Linked DNA regions of Oryzias latipes: region 2 is linked to region 1. The links are chromatin contacts, called in public Hi-C maps. All regions are on one chromosome and are shown on one strand. The core of a region is the stretch at or near the end of the contact, and the rest is flanking DNA. Distances in the headings are between cores, read along the strand shown.

Evidence for each region. Hi-C and Micro-C count contacts between places; a contact is called where the count stands out from the background.
Region 2: a Hi-C map of embryo shows a contact between it and region 1, with 2.3 times the contacts expected there. The contact joins the promoter of chga here to the promoter of LOC101163294 in region 1. A contact is called at or near these places in 2 of 5 Hi-C or Micro-C datasets (both in embryo).

Annotation. Positions count from the first base shown.
Region 1 is chr24:21,884,305-21,886,917 of ASM223467v1, reverse strand. It overlaps LOC101163294 (delta-like protein 4), which reads right to left and starts at 1,310. Exons shown (of 11, transcript XM_004083989.4): 1 at 867-1,310; 2 at 456-716; 3 at 97-157. The coding sequence starts at 920.
Region 2 is chr24:22,042,457-22,045,069 of ASM223467v1, reverse strand. chga (chromogranin-A) reads left to right here and starts at 1,323. Exons shown (of 8, transcript XM_023953204.1): 1 at 1,323-1,537; 2 at 1,611-1,660; 3 at 2,154-2,247. The coding sequence starts at 1,492.

The sequences.
Region 1 (2,613 bases), core at 61-2,560:
TGGAATGGAGTTTTGTTAAAGAGTGGAGCTGGTGTCCACCCCCCTCCCCCCCACACACACACAGCTCCCTCCTGTGGCGGGAAGGGTTGCTCTTACCTGCAGGGCGCTTGTTTCCATAGGATGAATGCCAGGCCTCAATGATTAATGAAAACGATCCCTGCAGACAGATGATCACACACAATGAATGTTGGGACATTTCCCACAATGCACTAAACACGGTTTCCTTTGATGGACTTAGATCGATTGCTGCTTCAGTTTGAGTGTCAGGGACATCCACGGCGCGTGGAATCTGAAGTGATAAATCTGTTTGTCACCTGAGCATTACCTAATGACAGGGATTAGATGAGCTCAACCACAACAACAACCGCTGTGCTGGCCGAGAGCAAGCCACCCGCGCGCGGCTGCTGCCAGCACACAGAGAAGCGCGCGTGTCGTGTGGAGCTCCACGCCCTTACCGGCCATCCGAACTTGAAGGGGATCTGGATGGGTCCCGGTAAAGTCCCGGTGTCTTTGGCTTGGAAAGAGTTTGCCCCGAGCACGGGCGTGACTGTGCTTCCAAAGATGCAGTCACCTGGTGAGATGACAGTCTGATAGTTCTTCAAGCAAACCCGAAAATAAGTCCTGCAGCTGGGAGCGCACGCGCGTCCATCTGACAGCAATCCTTGGTGGTTTTGAAATTCGTGGAGATGAAGCTCAAAGATTCCAGATCCAGAGACCTAAAACAGGGACATAGGATTTAAGATAGACTTGTATCTTAAAGGGACTTGAGTAAAGAAAATAAAAAGAAATAAAAGAACCTTGGCTCTTCGACTTGTTTTAGCCAAAGCTCTGAAGACCACCGTGGAGATGAAGACCTTCCTTCATACCTGTGATATCAACGCAGTGCTGACTGCGATGGTGAAGGTGAACCAAGCTGCCATCCTTCTTGTTTCTCCAGGGCAGCCAGTGAGACACAAACCCTCTGATTCTGGAGGATTTCCACCGAAGGAAGCAAACAGGAGACGTCTCTGGCCGGGGGGGTGGGAGTGGGTAGGGGGTCCTATAAATCCTCTGCTCTGAGGTCCCCCAGCAGCCCTGCGCTGCGGTGCGTCACAGGCGACCACTTCAGAGGAACCCCAAAGTTACCTACAGACGGGGGGACCAGGATCCAGAGCTGTGCGTCCTTCAGTCCGCGTGCGTCCTCCTCTCTCATCGCACAGTACTCCACAGCCGAGCGCGCGCGGCTAAAGGCTCGTGTCGCCGCTAAACTCGGTGCGTCAGAGCGCAGCGCACGCTCATCTTTCTTCTGGTTACAACTGAATGAACAGACGCGTGTCTCCTCCCACATATATACAACACCACTGCGCTCATTACACGAACTGTCAATCATTCGGCTGACCCCGCCCACTTCACATGTCCCATCATCCCCAAAAGAATCCAGATTAACCAGCCAACAACTGACCACCACCAAGAAGGAAAGTGTCAGTGTTCTTCTTCCTATGACGTTTCCCTGATGGATTACTCAGAAACTAAAGAGAAATATGAGTCAATACTTTGCGTGGAAGTACTTTGTGAAATGATAAATGGTACTATAACTAGTACTATAAAGGAATTGACAGAACAAGTTTTCTTTGAGTCAAAGTCTATCTGAAGTCAATATAAATCAATTCATATTTTGCATGGTTATAGCCTATTCTATGAAGTACTAAGTATTGTAAAGTACTGTACTATTGTGCATTACTGTAGTACTGTAGTGAAACGGTGATCTACTGATTGGAGTGACACTTCATAATTTGGAAAAGCGATCTTTTGTGTTTTTATGATCCATTTAATCAGTAAATATTTCTAAATGTGCACATGAACGGATGTTTTCTTTTGTTTTGCTTTGTATTTGCACAACTATAATAGCATTTCTGAGTAGCTGTAACATCACAGTGGCTCACTAGACCACAGCACCGCCACCGGACGGAGCACAAACAGTGACATCGAACGTGTCAGGAGCACGTCCAACTGTTTTCATGGTTTTTCAGTGCAGAGCGATGCGCCCACTTTTTCTAAAATGAGGCTCCAGCAGGAAGAAAACCTCTGGACATGAAACCACATGGGTGGTGAGTTTTAAAAGCACCAACAGCATCAGATACAGGCAACGTAACAACCAGCCTTCAAACGTGCCTCATCTTGTGCTGCTGCTCAGCCTACAGCTGACTTTCTGCTTACGTGTTTAGTCTGGTTGGTGGCGCTTGGCTTTTTTCCTCAGTTCATGCTTTGTTATGACTAAAAAGAAGCTGCCTCCTCTTGTTGCTGCGTGTGTCACGCTCTCCCTCATGGGGGTGTGAAACATAAACACAGATACTCAGCTGTGTGTGAACCAGCCTTGCCATCCTGCTTTCAGATCCAGTCAAACTGGGCTGAGCTTAATGTCTCTTAAATGTTACATATCGTGTATGAAGCAATTATACCCCCACCCCATCACCGTCTACTCTCAGGGTCTCTCATATCCATCCGCTCAATGTTGAGAGTCCAGCAGGGAGACACTGTCTTCCATTTTTAGAGTCTTTAGTATGACCTGACCATGGATTTGAATCAACGGCTTCAGTCTCAGGGCAGACACTCTACCACAGCCTCCTACCCCCT
Region 2 (2,613 bases), core at 74-2,573, 160 kb before region 1:
AGCCTCTTCCTCACCCGTTCACACCTTAACACCCTTTATTGTTCAAAACCCATAGAACGATTATACATGACCAGAAGAATAGTCACAGCAATGAGAATACCAGGGGGCATTTACATTACAAAAGAAACACATGACAATTTATTGAGTATGTTCAAAGACAGACAATTTTCATAAATACCTATGGCTTTTTTGGTGCGTAAATGAGATTCTAATTCCTAAATTATTACAGGGGGAAAAGTTGTGATGAAGAAAATGTTGATTTGAGAAAATGAAACTTGCTAAATAATATTATTTGATTAATTATGTTTGATTTTGTGTTCTCATTATGTAGGCCAAATATGATATATTCAAATTTCATCTGAAATTGTGATTCACATTTGTGATTTATAAAACGTGTACATTCTTTCCAAAACTCTGATTGTTTGGGGGTGTTCTTCACAGAGAGGACAGTCGGGGTCAATTGTCTTATTATATCTTAGCATATATTGATTAGTGGATTAGATTCTATGTAGATGTTTGTTGGAGACATTGCTCATCTTGTTATTGATTAGTAACATCTGATGCAGAGTGAAAATATTTTTCCAGAACAAGTCAGGAATACATTTTTCCAACAGAAGACAGCAGAGGGAACAGAAATGACATTTTGCTGAAACAGGGCACGTATATTTTTGGTATTCTTTCTTCTTTTTAAAAAAAATAAACTTTATTGCACATGATGCTATTTTACAAAAATGTACATTCAAGTATGCAATCAGAACATAATTGCAAATATCAAACACACATAAAAAAACAAGAATAGAAATAGAAATAAGCCAGGGGGTCAAACTTTACGAGAAAATGTTGAATCTATCACATACAGACAATGTTCTGATTGCTTTTTGCTTCTTAGAATTACAAGTACTATTAATATACAGATGTACCTCAGAAAAGAATATTATGAAACAGGGTTTTCGACCAGAGAATTTACATTTGTGAATATATAATTTGGCCAAATGAAGAAGAGATTTAAAAAGTAAACTAGCGTCCATTTGTATATTCTTTGATCTTAGACTCAACTAGACATCTGTCCAGAATAAAACAAAACAAGAATCAAGTTAATTGTTACTGAAATCACAAATCTTCTGCCAAAACACTTTAACTTTAGGAAAATACCAGAAGAGATGGATGACTGTTTCAGGAGAATTGCAGCAAAAACTACAGAGTGTATCAATGTTTCATCTAAATCTATTTTGAATAAACATTTTGGCTGGGCAACGCGCCTTGACAACTACTAACATCAGCTCCCTGGTGATGACGCGGCCCTCTAAAAACGTCATTTCCGGCTTTGTGAGAGGCGCGGCAGCTTGGGGGCGTCGATGGACAGCAGGACGGGGCTGCGGCGCTGATGCTCTCCAGAAACCCCGAAGCTGGCGGATTGTTCTCAGAATGCGTCCATAACCATCGAGCTTCCATCAGAGAAGCGTGACGCGGTGAAGCAGCGCGCGTGCCATCATGTCGGGGAGGGGGCTGATCCTGCTGACTCTTCTGTCCGGCTGCGGTAAGACCGGCGGAAGTTTTGGACGGTCGGATTCAGCACCACGGACAGCAGCCTGTGTGTTCTTTCTCCGCAGTTCTGTCGCTGCCGCAGCCTTTGAGCCAGCTGCACCATGAGGACGTGGAGGTGAGTTCCTGCGGCTCCTATCAAACATCTAAATGTAACGAAGCATCTGTCCACCAATGCCACCGTCAACGCAGCTTCCTCTGCTCTGGATCCACTACTGAGGAAGATGAATGGCCAAAGAGACATGGAGGAGATGCTCACGGAGACATGAAGAGGGTTCAAAAATAATCCAGATTGTGAATAATGGATGTAATCATCTGAGGGCTTAAACCTAAATGAATCTATTCCAGAGGAAACTTGAGCATTTTCCATATTGTGTGAAGTTGTTTTTGTCAGTTTAGCTGCAGCTAAGGAAAGCTGACACATGCATAGAAGAATGTTACATAACACGCAGAAGGGACAAACATTTGCTCTTTGCCTTATAAAGACATCTCTTTCTTTACAATCAGATTGCTTTTTTCATGCTGCCTAAGTTCCATTTCCTTCAGGACCAATGCAGCAGGAGCTTTGACTCAGCACGGAACCATCACTGTCTTCCTCTGTGTGTCCACAGCTGATGAGGTGCATCGTGGAGGCGTTGGCAGACGTGCTCTCCAAGCCGCGTGCAGTCCCTGTCAGTCAGGAGTGTTTGGTCAGACTGAAGACAGGTGAGCCTGAAACACCTGGACAGCGTCGACACTGCAGTCAGTGAAATGACAAGACCAACAGACAGGCTTAGAACAGAAATGAATGTAATAAGACACTACAAGGAGCCGCATTTCCAGAAGAAAGAGCAGGGTTGGATGCTGTATTGCTGAATGAAAATGAGATTTAAAGGCTAATAATTGGCACAAAAAAAGTTGACCATACATAAAGTGAAAGCAGTACAATAACAAAAAAAGTTATGTTTGGGAAAAATGCCAGAGAACCAGCGACCTCATACACCAAGGAATCCCCATGTATTTCAATGGAGGCAAACATCCTGGAATATTTTGAAAAGTTCAAGGATTTGAAGGACCAAAAGTCTCAGCTGC